Regions from separate parts of the Gossypium hirsutum genome. Here region 1 is linked to region 2. Evidence: chromatin contacts called from public Hi-C data. All regions are on one chromosome and are shown on one strand. Each heading gives the region's core, a stretch centred on a gene start, on an enhancer-like site or on the middle of the called end of the contact. The rest is flanking DNA. Distances are from core to core; before and after follow the strand shown. Region 1 has its middle 26 kb from the start of LOC107932580. Region 2 has its middle 24 kb from the start of LOC107921438.

Region 1 (6,895 bases), core at 1,976-4,475, 120 kb after region 2:
TTATTACATAAATTTTTTATGACTCTATTTTAATGTCAAATTTTTCTATCACCAATATAATAATATTTTAACATTTAATAACATATTAAACAATACTTCCTAATATGATAATATTTTTACATGCTAAGAAAAATGATAATTCGAGTTAAAAAATAATTGAAGTACAAAACCATAACATGCTATGTTATTATTATTAATTTTAGATTATATATTTCATTGTTTGTTTAATGTTATTTTCAATTTATTTTGTATACCGACGTGCATGAAATAGAATTACTAGTAATTAATAATTTAAAAAAAGTGAGAATGGAATGGTAGGTTTGTAATTAGGGGGAAAAGATGGGAGTGAAATGGAAAGAAAAGGAAAAGGTATTGTGTGTGTGTCCCACAGGGTACCAACTCCTCCCTTTTGGGGTGGTAGTTGGAGTTGGGAAAAGGCATCGGACGTAGGCTCATGTGCACCGTTGCGGCGATAGGGACCCACTCTTCGCACACCACTTGTGGGTCCTACTCCTAATCCCTCTTTCTCCGCCCTGTAAGCTTCCGATGGAGTTCGTATAAATATTAATAAAATTAATTTGAAATTTTTAATATTAATAAATAGTAAATTCAAGTTTTTTTCAGAAGATTTCTTTCTCTTTTTATAAAATCAGATTACAGCGCAACTCAATGGATAGTTGATAGTTCTAACCTTTTCCACCTTGGGTTTTTTTTTTTTTTAGAAAATTGATACAACTTATAAAGTTAATCACAAATTGGAATTGAACCAAAATTTTCAATGTCCTAGGATTATCTTTGGTCAAAATATGATAGAAAGTAATAGCTTGGTGTATTTAAGAGTTAGTCAAAATAAAAAGTTGTGATATTAATAATGCAGAGGGCAGAGGTGCATGCATTTTGTTCCCCTCCTAAAATTAATTTCTTTACACGTTTCATTTGAAAACGTGATGACTCAAATCAATTTTGCCATAAAAAAACATTTAATTCAAATATGGGCTTCTGCTTTTGCTAATACAAACAAAGACTTGGTTGAAATTTTTAATTTTTTCTCATAGTTTTAGTTAAAACCAACAAATTAGCAAATCATTTGAAGATTGTTAGTGGCCAAGGGTGAAATTGTACTGTTTGACAATTAGGGCAAAAATAAAGAAAGAAAGGGTGGGGGCATGTTATGGTAGAGATAGGTAGCAAAAGCGTAGGTGGTGGGGAAAAGAGTTCCGAAATAATGATGAGAGAGAGAGAGAGAGAGAGAGAGAGAGAGAAAGGGGATAAGATATAAATAAAAAGTATGTGGCTGAGAGGTGTACAGTTCAAACTTGAAATGGTTAGGTCAGATGGGTATGGGCCAATGCCATGGATGGATCTCAATGGCCAATCAAACTCTTTCTTCTCAACAACGACTTATGTCTGCATTATAACCATCTCATTTCCCATCAGCTTTTAATTTTTATAAATTCTCATCCAACTATTAACATATTTAAAATTCTTCATTATCAAATTTTAATATTTTCATCGGAATGTTGGCGTGCCTTTTTTCTATTGATAAAATAATAAATTTAGATCTCACATTTATACATTCGGTTAATTTTTTTAGTGAATTATAATAATAGAGTAAAGCTGCATAACAAACGCGATTAACACGACTCTAGTCGAAGCCACACTTGAGGCAGTAAACACTTTTGACCATCAAACCATCATATAGGGTTTACATTCTGTCAATTTAATCATGATTCTTAAATTTTAAAAATTAAAAATTATCTAAAAGTTTATTTTTCCATGAAAATACATAAAATTATAAAATAATTATAAATAATTATCTACTTTTCTCACTTTCTAACATCACATTTATTTATTAAAATAATTATTATATAAATAAAATAATTTAAGGGAGAAAAATTATGAAGAAGACTTAGGCATAGTCAATTTTTCCCTTTTCTTTCAACATTAACCACCATTATATTCAGATTGGGTCAAAAACTACAAACTAAGATTGAAAAGGATAAAAATCAATGTCTTTAGATTGTTTCCCAAAATAGTTTGTTGCCTTTGAGATTCTACTTGAGGGCAAGTATGATTGGGAATATATGAATGAGGATGAGGTTGTGTTATGTTAGTAGCTCTACAACAAATTCCTAGTTCTATGGCACGACAACAATGGATGTGGAAATCAAAGAGTTCGGAGTAAGAGTTATTAGTGTTGGTGATTGTGGGTGAAAGTGGACCCCTTAGTCAATAAATTTTGTGAGGACTAAAGAACAAGGCTGGATGTATAATAAATAAAACTAAAAAATGAAAAAGATTGTGGATTTTTAAAAAATTAATTTATTTATAAAATTATTGTTTTAATAAATAAATTTCATGTTAGAAAATAATAGATATTCATTTATTTATAATTCTATGTGTTTTTTTTTATAAATCTTATGTATTTTTATCGAAAAATGAATTGTTAAATATTTTTTATATTTTTAAAGTTTAAAAATTTTATTTTTTATCTTTTAAGAATCAATATTAAATTACTAGAATGTATAAAATTAAGGATAAAATTTGTTGAAATTTTTAGAATTAGAATCAAATTAATAGAATCTATAAATATTAGAAGGCTAAATTTGTTATTATGCCAATAAAAAAGTCACATAGACATTCTCTTAGTAATTTAATGAAAGAGTGATCAAAATATTAAATTTTAATACCACCAATAACTAAAAGAAAAAAAAACCCTGATGGTGAAAACAAAAATACAATAATAATTGGGTGACTATTTATAAATTTACCCCAAAAAAGTTGATTTCTTTTTTTTTTTTTTTTTTGAATTAAATTTATTGGGCCCTCCTCTCACAGAACTGTGCCCCCATGTTAAATTTCCACATAAATCTCCCTACCTGCCCAACATTATCTTCCTAAATCTATGCAAACAGAGAAGAGGTGGGACCTGTAAATGTAATTCACCTTCTCTTGTTTTGGTACTTACATGGTAAATCCACCAAACAATTCTTCCTTTTCATGGTTTTATAAGCAGTAAAACCTTAAAATTCTTGGCAAATGAATCTCATTGACTGTTGATTTAAATTGCGGTTGGTGAATCTAATAAGTACATTTACCTAATTCATTCCCTTTCTCTAAACAACCTTTTGCTACTAAAAGGAATAAATATGGTAGGGCTGCCCATACAACTAACGAACCAGGGTTCTAGAAGGAAGCCCATCATTTGGTAGGTTGAAGTTTCCCACCTTTCAAATTCATGCCAAATATTGGTCATTTTGGGCACAAAGCTAAAAGGGCCTGGGGCAGTACCACTGCTGCCTAGATTCCTAACTGCTAATTCAGGAGATGAACAAAAGGCTAATTCCTTGTATTTAGACCATGCCCCCATTCTATTGAAATTGCAATAAATCCACCCCTTAGTTTATTCATAAGTTTGCTCCTTAACGCTATTTAATTAGTTCAAAATACCAACTACATGGTTTTTTTCTTTTTATTTCTTTCAAATTGTTTCACTCAAATTAATACAAATTTGATTCCCAATTATCTCTAACATCTTTACCACTTGTGTAAAATCCAATTATTATTATTTAGTAAAAAAATAATTGTTTTGTCTTGACCACGATGTTACAACTCTAAAAGTTTTGAAATTCTATATTCGAGTTTCTTCCTTTGTAAATTATGTGTAAATTTTCAATCTCAATTTTATATTTTTTTCGTAAATAAAATGCTATAGCCTTGAGCTAAAATTACATCAGTACTAATCTCCCTCAAGAAATTGACACATACACGATGAATATCATCATCCAATAAGTCTTTCACAATACCCGGTGGTTCCTTATGAATAATCAATTGTTCTATTTCGCCTCGAGCCTCTTTAGTGATACAATCTACCACCTTGTTGCTTTCTCTCAAGATTCATCAAAATTTCACTTTCTAATCCTTAAAACACTTGCCTTGGATAAGCCTAACTTTGTTGTAACTGTTGTTTGCTGCTAACTCATTTTGTATAATGACAATCAACAAAGAATTATCACTCTCAATCTCCACTTGACGGTACCCCTATGCCCAAGCATACTTTAAACCTTCAATTAATGCTCGAGCTTGAATTTGAAAAATGTTTGACAATCCTATCACAATTTCAAAACCCCCATCCAACTTCCATTCGGCCTTCTCACCACTCCACCTATGGTTGCTCTTGGTCTAGATTTTGATACCAAGCTATCGACGTCCATTTTAACCCATCCATGAATAAGAAATTGCCACCAACCCTTAGTTATAAACCTAATTTCTAAACACTCTTTTAATATATATATATATAGACCTTGTCCAAGCTCCAACTGAAGCTAAGAGAGCATGACTGTTGTTACTCATTCCAGCTAAGATAAATTTATTTTGACTCTTTCAAAGAAACCAAGTAATAATAAAATTATTAATATAATTATAATTTATAATGTTGATCTTAATTATATACATATATATTAAATTTGTAATTATGATTGTATTTCTACAAATACTTGAAAGAACACTAGTTTTACATTTGTGGATCAAGTGATCTTCTGAAATTCATGTAAAAAAAATGGTTAACATGCATCGGAAAATGCTTTAACTCTGATACTCTTCAATTTTTCTATGATTAACAAGTCCAACTCATCTTACTTTTAACAACTCCGAACCAGCCAAATGAAAAAAAGTCCCAAATCATTAGTTTTGCTATTCCTTTCCGGAGGGATTTTTATGTCATTATGGTGCAATAGACTTTGCATATGAAATTATTAGCTAATGTTGGTAAATGGGATATAAAGTAATAACATCAACATGATTGCTAAATTTCAGGATTGGTGTTGGAAACTTTGATGGGAACCTGACAAGATCTGTCACCAGATTTTCATTCACTAAGGTCTTGAATTTGACAAGAAAAAGAGGATCTCAAAATATTGGTAAATGATGGTTGGGTTGCGGTCTTATAAGTTGAAACCAGAACTAGTGCTGTTTCTGAACTTTGAAGCAGTGGATGCCGCTTACATTAATTTGTTTGGGGGTCATAATTAATGATGAAGTTTCATTTCACCATCATTATTGTGCCAAAGCCACCAATGACACTAAAAAGTGCTTGCCATCTTGGGTTAGTCTAGTAAACAAGAGGGCTTAGGGTTGGGCCTTGGTGTAGCTGCTGTTTTTAAATCGTTGGTTGGACCCTAAATATAGCACTGGGAAACTGGACCTATTTATTTACAATATTCAAGAACATCAAGAAAAGAGGTGCATGTTGGACAAACTAACGAGCGTGTTGATTTGAACAAGTAATATTGAAACAAAGGCTTGGAAAGCGTTGCGGAGCAGAGGAGAAAACTGTGATTGGTGGATGATATGTAACCATTCCATTTTTCTTTTTTCTTTTTATAATAGTATGTAATCATTCCTTTGAGTCAGAGAGAGGAATGTTTTTGAGTGAAAGAAGTTGGACAACAACATCACACACATTCTGCTGCCCACCTCCTTGGCTTCAACCGCTATTTTTTTTTTCAATTTCTTTTTGATAAATTATAAGAGAAGAGTAAAATTTTAATAACAATTATATTAGCGCAATTCGAACTTAGACCACACCTGAAGTGATGAACACTACTATTAGACCAACATACGAGATTTCTTTTCTGAATTTGACTCACATCTTAAGTACACTTCACTTCAAAATTGTAATTTTTTTTATTGACTTCTTACATTTATAGCTATCAAAATGCGATATGTGAATTAAATAAAGGTCAACTAATTGCTATATAACCCTTTGTTAAGGTTAATTTAATTATGAAGGTTAATGGTTTAAATTATGTTTAACAAAATTTAAGAATATTTATAAGTCGCATAATAAATTTTTTTATCAAATATAATTTTTTTTTTAAAAGGAGAAGAACGACCAGTTTACAATCTAGTTGCTTCAACCCGGCATTGTCTTTCATCAGCTTGTAACAGTCCCATTGCCTTTACTAGTGGTGCTCGATGCAGTTGCATTCCCCTCCCCTTTCCTCTGGCCAATGTTGCCATACACTACCACCTTATTTCCTTACTACCACCTTATTTCCTTCTCTGTATACATGTTGAACTCTCACCTCCCAATTCCAAGCAAAAAGCACCAAATCATTAGTGAAGAAAAAATGAGAAATTCTCGACCCATTCCTAACTAACTTTATTGGTTTCCAAATGCCCCCTTCAACCTCCATAAGTATAGATTAAGCTAATTGTTTCTTGCACAACACATAAATATGGAGACAAAAGATCCCCTTATCGAATTCTTTGCATAAGTTGAAAGTTCTCAATCGTCCATAAAATTTGCATTGAAACCAAAGTTACAAAGTGCATGATCACATCCTAAGATTATCTGGTATACCAACAGCCACAAAGTTTTGTCTAGAAAATCTCTACATTAACACTTCAAATATATATATATATATGAAAGCTTACAAGTTCAGAACAATCAAAATACAAGTACAATACATGTCCTAATAATCATTTGGTGTAGAATCAAACTATTATAATATAAACTAACTAAGAATGAGACCAAAAAATTAAATTATTACAACACAAACTAAGAACTAAATCAATCCAAACTAGAGACTAATTAATGAACTTAAACTCATACATAATAGCAGTTCATGGTAAAACTCAAAGACCCACATATTTTAATTGCACATGATGGATCTCAGACCTGAGCACTCATAACTCAAAACCTTATAGTCAACTAACAATGATAATTATATTTTCTTTTATCATCTCTTTTACTTTTTTATTATTTACGAATTTTTATGTAGATGTATATTAAATATTTATTTATAATATTAATCTTGAAATGTTTTTTACATTTTTATTTTAATTAACTTGTTATTCAACCTACTTAATAATAACTAGTTAATTTTACATA
Region 2 (7,330 bases), core at 2,389-4,888:
CATTCAAGTCTTGGAAAACTATGATTGAAAAACAAACAGGAAAACAAACAAAACACCTCCGGATAGAAAATGGCTTAGAGTTCTATTCTGATGAGTTTAATAAACTATGCAAGTCAGAAGGGATCGTGAGACACTTGATAGTTCGTCATACTCCACAACAAAATGGCATTGCAGAAACGAATAAACAAAACGATCATGGAGAAGGTTCGATGTACGTTGTCTAATGCTAACTTACCAAAGTCGTTTTGGGCTGAAACAGCCTCTACTGCATGTTTTTTGATCAACCAATCTCTATCCATACCATTGAGAAAAAGACTCCACAAGAGGTATGGTCTGGTAATCCTGCTAATTATTTTGATTTAAAAAATTTTTGGTGTCCTGCGTATGCTCTTGTTGATAATGGAAAATTAGAATCGAGATCCATTAAATGTGTTTTTCTTGGTTATAAAGTTGGTGTAAAATGGAATAAGTTATGGTGTCCTGAAAATAGAAAAGTTGTGATTAGTAGAGATCTTGTTTTTGATAAAACTACTATGTTACCTAAATTATCTCTTAAAGACTCTTCCAATAAAGAACAAAAAAAGCAGTTGAAGCATTAGCTTAATCCAAAATCTACAATAGAATCGACTCCTTAAGTCAGTACAAAAATTCAGAATAGAGTTGCTTCTTCACCACAATACTCTATTGCCAAAAACAGAACTAAAAGAGAGATTAAACGTCCAAAGAAGTATGTTGAGGCTGATCTAGTTGCTTGTGCTTTAAATATGGCTGAAGATATAGATGCAAACCAAGAGCCATCTAATTATTCTAAGGCGGTTAGCTGTGAAGACTCAGAAAAGTGGATGTTTGCTATGTAAGAAGAGATGAAATCACTCCACAAAAATAGAGCATTGGATCTTGTGAAGCTTCCTAAAGGAAAAAATGTTGTTCGTTGTAAATGGGTGTTTCAAAAGAAAGAAGGGACTCCGGGAGTTGAAGAACCCAGATATAAAGTAAGGCTTGTTGTAAAGGGTTATAGTCAAATTCTAGGTGTGGACTTCACAGATGTGTTCTCCCTAGTTGTGAAGCATAGTTTGATTCGAGCTTTGCTCGATATTTTAGCCATTTATAATTTGGAGTTTGAGCAGTTAGAAGTAGCTTTGACAGTTGTGTTTACTTTAAGAAAAACAATGATGGTTCTTTTGTGTATATACTCCTTTATGTTGATGGCATGTTAATAACAGCGAAAGATAAATGAGAGATAAAAAAGATCAAAGCCCAACTAAGTGAAGAATTTGAGATGAAAGATCTGAGACCAACAAATAAAATACTTGATATGGAGATTCTCAAAGATAGAAAAGCAAAAAAATAAGAGGTTTAACATGAATCTTCCAATAATATTACATAAAACAACTTAACATAATAAAAATAAAAATTTCATCCATAAGGCATTTCATATTCCGGAGATTAGAGTCTTATTTTTAAAATTATGTTTTAAGTATAAAGCTGGCTCTTAGCCATACTTATATTTTACATTTATATCAATTTTTGTTTTTGCCAAAAATATACTTAAATTATAGTCAGCTACAAAAAAATTTTTAGCCAACTCCAGTCAACTTCAATCAATGCTAGTCAAATTTTAATTTCAAAATTTTTTAAATATATATTTTTTGAACTTTTTATCTTATACTGAATTTTTAAATTGTCTAAAAGTATCCATTTTTATTTTTATGAATATATTCTAATTTTTTTATGATTTTACTAAACCGTCTTAAGTTTTTTTAATTATTTATATATTGTAGAATATTGACCCCAAGTTGGAGTTTGGGTTTCTCTGGGTGGTTGACTTGGTTCGATATTTGGGAATGCCAGTTTTTAATCGACGAGTTTCAACTGAAACCTTTCATTTTATAGTTGATAAGATTCGTAGAAAGCTGACTGGCTGGAATGATAAGCGGTAATCCATGGTAGGAAGAATCACCTTGACCGAATAGGTTTTACATGCTATACCCAATTATTTCATGAATACAGCTTAAATTCCTACGTCAGTTTGTAATGAAATTGAGAGACTAGTGCGGCATTTTATTTGGGCTCAGGAATTCTTTCGTGTAAGCCTGCGTTGGTGAGCTGGTATAGATGTTATGCGCCTCTTGAGACTGGAGGTTTGGGGATACAGCATATGGGTGACTAGACCAAGGTATCTTCGCTTAAGCTAGGCTTTGGCATTGTTACTAATATTAATGTTCTGTTGGTTCAGGTTTTACGGGCTAAGAATAATGTCCAAGGAATTTGCCCATTGTCGATCGCGAGGAGCAGTTGTTAGTATGTTTGGTGATCAATTTCACACAATTTTTTTTTTTTGGGGGGGGGGTATTACGGGCATTAAGTGGTCGATAGGTAATGGACGTTTGCTCAACTTGTGGAATGATTCGTGGCTTGACGATGTTGGCCCGCTGAAGCAGTTCTATACTGTGGTGCTCCTTTAGAAGACAGCACTCTGGTTCGGCACCCGGTTACCTGTGAAGGTGAGTGGTCGTGGGAAACGCTTGAACAAGTGCTCACTCATCATATCGCCGCTCGGATAGTTGGTGTTTTTCTACCCTCTTATAGTGCTTCGAAAGATAGGTTAATGTGAATGTGGTCCTCCGATCCGCTTCTGCAACTTTTAAATAGATTACAGTGTTTAAATGTCTTGATGGTAGTGCGGATTGGTCCTTGGTCTGGCAAAATGATGCGCCACATATCCCCTTGCAGCTCCTCTCTTAGTTGCACCTCCAGCTCCTCTCTTAACAGGTTACACTACAAGGGCCTCATTCCTTCCGGTAAGGTCTCCTAAGGCCTCCTTCATAGCCCCTTGCAGCTCCTCTCTTAACTACACCTTCATCTCCTCCTAGGACTTCGCTATGTCGGACTTTAACTCATCAAGGGAATCCTTAATGTCCTCCAGTCAAGTTGGGACATCACTCACTACGGACTCAACATCGATCATTCAGGTCTCCATGATCGCCACAAAGTCCTTTGAGCTCCCTCATGAGCCTCCTTTCTTGCTCTTCATTGTCACTCGAGTCTCCACCACCCTTTCCCCTTGCTTGCTCCTCTTATCTGATTTGTAGTCATCTCTCACTCACCACAAGAGCTAACTGCTAACTCTGATATCATTTGTCATAGGTCGAGACTCTAACTCTGCCAATATGCAACCTTAGGCACTAGTCTTTCACCAACAATGCCTAAGTCAACCTTCGATCCTTGCTTCGGAGAGTCCCTTAACAAAGCTCTAGGCCTAGAGAAGCACACCCACATCAAATGAGAACAAAAGGGAGTTGGGATAATCTGGAATTGTTATTACTCAATAAGTTAACTTATGTTATAAATGGAGGGGTGCCTTCCTTTATATATGCCAAACCCCTTTGATCCAACGGTCACGATCAAATACAATAGATAATCAAGAACTTATTTTTAGAATATTTTATACAACTCTTTCAAAAGGTTCTACTTTATTCCACAAGGTTTGGATCTCTTCCTTGGGCTTCCGGATTTTTGGTACCCCAGACCCATTCTTCTCACATGTGCACTTTTTTGGGCCTGTTGCAGCTAAGGGGGCCTCCCTAGGCCCTTGTTGGCCACCATTCGCACCTTAGGGCCTCCACCTGTACTTAGGGTGGCTTGCTCCACACCTTTGGGTGACCGTGACACCAGCCTATGCTGCTTCTAAATCAGTACTTTGTTGAGTCTATATGGTGCTTATGTATGATCATAATCTATTCGGCTGAAAACATTGTCTAATGCCAACCAATCTTTAGCTGATTTAATCAATCTTGGACCGAAGCATTGTGCAAATAAATCTATTCTGCTATGATTCCTAGACTAGTAAATACCTAACTCCTAGATTGGTACATGGTTAAATTGATTGAAGTTGTTGGTTGGCGTCATCTATTTTTCTCTCATGATGTTATCTTCAATTAAGCTATCATTGATTTATTATCATTCTATTTCCTTTGAACTTCATCTTTTTTCGTGTGATTTTTCTTACAAGTTTGGCCAATCTTTTGTCTGATGCATGGTAGACAGGATGAGGATGCAATGGTTTCTTTAGTGATTATGCAGAATAACGTAAGGAACGTTTTGAACTTGTTGGCCCTACCTATTCTAATTGTAATAGTGGCACAGGTCTCTGGGGCTGCTGCCGTGGTGATCCAGTTATTCGCAGCTACTTTTATGAGGTACCTAAGCTAAGGTTACTTGGTCTCTCTAGAACAAAACATGCATTATTCTCTAATCAAATAGTCGACCTTGGTCTGATCGTCTCACTAGCTTTCTCTAACATGATATCCCCTCTTACAGATCGAAACATATTGGTAATATCCGTAGACGATGAAAATTCAAGAGTTGGAAGAAAATAATAAGCACATGGATCTACAGTCCCATGACATGTATGTTACAGACACTTTATTTTGACGCCCGTAGGAACAAAAACTTTTAAAACAAGGATCCGAATCAAGTGCCCCATGGATAATGCATACCAGAAATAAATGATAAGAATATTTGAGGTCAGGTAAGGTGAGTTTGTGTCGAGGAGAGAGGAGGGGGATTTGGATGTCTGAAACTGACCTTCCGCTAAGGTTAAAGCAGTCCCACATGCAGCCAAAAGATTTAAGAGGTAGGTTGGTAGGTAGGTAATGTCATCTTCAGCTTCTCCATCTATCTATTTAGGACAGCTCTCTTTTTTTTCCTCCACCCAAGCACATGACATCCAGGTGCTGCTGCGCTGGCTTGCTTGTCAGCCCACTCCAATTATTGCAACCTTAACCCACATTTAGGATCGCAAGTAACCAATCATGTAATTATAAAATCCCAATCTTTATAACTACAAAAATGAAACTTTAATCTGATAAATAAGAATAAATATAGATGCTGAAGTTTCATACTTGACATTTGTTAAATTTGAGCTTTTAATGATGAGTGCGTGAATGAATTAAGGATGACAGTGTTTCACTTCAGTTGTTGATTTTGGTAGATCCGTTCTTAGGCCTTTAATCTATGTATTTAAAAAGAATTGCTAAAAGAGCCAACAACCTAACTGATTGTGATGATGATAAGCGCCGTCTGATTGAAACAAGTGAGGCACCAAACAATTAATGCATGTAGGGTAGGGTATACGCAGGTTTATCAATGCTAAATTGTGCATATATGCTAATTTTGTTTTTTTAATTTACTAAATAGGTTTTTTTTAATTTAAAGAAATAAGTCAATTTTGAAGAGATTGAGTGAAATTGCGCCTAATTGGACGCGCTTTCAATATCTCTCTTTAGACTCTTTTTTAATTTTTTTAGGTTTAGGCTTAGGGTTAGGGTTAGAGTTAGGATTAGGGTTTTATTAGTAATTAGGGTTTAGGGTTTTAAAAGTGAAATCGTGAAAGTTTATAGGTAGATTTGAGGGGTTGGGTATGCGATAACACGTCTCAGAATACATACGTTTCATATATCATGTCGGGATAGGATTATCACCTCAGAAACTCATATTATGAAAGTTAGCTTTCGAGGTGATAATGCTTGATACGGTTAGAGGTCGAAGTCTAAGTGAAGGTCCCAATCAGCAGCCGTAATGGAGTCACAGGTTCGAGTATAACCAAGGTCCAATTGATGGTCGTTATGTGGTCATGAGTTCAAGCTTTTTGGATACCCGCAAATGATACCTTATATATATCATACATAAGTTGAGGTCATAATCATAGGGAAAAACGAAGGGCTTTCCAGTGTAATCATAAGTAGTCGGTATCTTTAACTTTCTTTCTTATCTGAAGGCTGACACTGAGGTGAATACAAGAGGATTCTCAAGCAGTGAGCGGATGTTTCGGCACAATAAAGGTTAAACTTGGGTTGGTGCGGCGACAGTTCTATTTATTAATGAGTTGTTTAATAACGAAAATCGTTGTCACCCCAAAAAGAGCATCACTTTTACTGCATCGCAACAGCCATTGCCCGCTTCAGAGTCCTCCTCGTCAACAGCAGTGTCAACCTTGAGATAAGAAAGAAGGTTAAAGATACCAGTTATGGGAAATAGAGAGAAAAAAAATTATGTCGATTATAGCGGAAAGCCCCACAATTTTTCCCTATGATTATTCCTTCAAACTTCTGTATGATATTTATAAGTCAACATCTTCGAGTATCCGAAAAGTTCGAGCTTATGTCCGTATAACAATTGTAACTAGCTCCCCTGTTATACTCCTATCCATGACCTCATAATAGATGTTGATCGATACCTCTATGTAGACTTCCACCTGTGACCGTATAAAGCAAAATCACCCCATAACCCAACGCCCACAGGATGGGTTTTTGAGGTAATGGTCACATCTTGACAGGATATATGAAATATGTGTTCTCAGAGCGATATTACATCACTAATGACTCAAGAATACCTCAAACCAAAAAATTTATTAACGAAAAAAATTTTTAACACTGAAATAGGAAAGAAAATCGAGAGAGAGAAATATTTTAAAGTGGAGGGATGAAGGCCAGAAGAGATGATGGTTTAGGGATAATAAAGTCTAGAGGGAGAGCCATGCTTTTATAGGTACATAGGTGAGATTACAAAGGAAAAAAACCTGGTGGTTGAAAATGCATCATAGGAGAGGCTTTTTCATCGAATATCTAAAAAGCATGCTTCAAATCTTACTCGAGATTCTTGAGGTTAGAGCACTTTTGGCAGACTTTTAATGGAAATGGTAAAAAGCTCGTCTAGCTGGGCGAGCTTTCTTATTGACATGGCAGGAAAGAGCGCCTAGCTTAATGTGCTTTTCATGTATTTAGTGGAAACCACATCCAGCTTGGCGTGCTTTTTTGCCACATTAGTAGGAAAGCTTGCCCAGCTGGACGAGCTTTCTTACCATTTTCACTAGAAGTCTGCCAAAAGTGCTTTAACCCTGGGAATCTCGGGTAAGATTTGAAGCATGTTCTAAATAAGTGAATACCCTTTGAAGCATGTGTCTGATGAAATTAGTTGATTTCTGAAACACGTTTTCGAGCACAAAATAGTGTTTCATTATTATTCGATAAAAGTACGTATTTCTGAAATGCATTTTGAAGCGTGGATTAACTCTTTCCTTGTTCTAGTTTGCTATTAAAGTACCGAAGTATTCAGAACTTAGACACATAGCAAATTCGTATGAAATATTGAAGAGTTGCACTGCAAGTGTCGTCTGTATTTCTTTGGATAACCATCTAAATATTTTTTTGGTTCTAAATATCTATTTCGTTTTAAATTGAAATGAGTTGACAACTGAAATTCGTTATTTACTACGATGATCAAATTTGCAATACGGAAGTTGAGGTTGTATTTGTAGGAGCCCAGTCTG

The links. A called contact is a pair of places that touch in the nucleus more often than the background predicts.
Region 1: a Hi-C map of leaf shows a contact between it and region 2, with 5 times the contacts expected there. The contact joins two enhancer-like sites. A contact is called at or near these places in 15 of 34 Hi-C or Micro-C datasets (callus, hypocotyl, leaf and 1 more).

What each region holds. Positions count from the first base shown.
Region 1 is chrA12:6,824,051-6,830,945 of Gossypium_hirsutum_v2.1, forward strand. No RefSeq gene overlaps it. Among protein-coding and RNA genes, the nearest start is that of LOC107932580, 26 kb to the right of the region's middle. Within about 2 kb of position 3,226, at least 3 of the 9 cell types and tissues checked have an H3K27ac peak or open chromatin away from gene starts, as enhancers often do. A contact at or near this core is called in hypocotyl and leaf, where this site is marked.
Region 2 is chrA12:6,705,378-6,712,707 of Gossypium_hirsutum_v2.1, forward strand. No RefSeq gene overlaps it. Among protein-coding and RNA genes, the nearest start is that of LOC107921438, 24 kb to the left of the region's middle. Within about 2 kb of position 3,639, at least 5 of the 9 cell types and tissues checked have an H3K27ac peak or open chromatin away from gene starts, as enhancers often do. A contact at or near this core is called in hypocotyl and leaf, where this site is marked.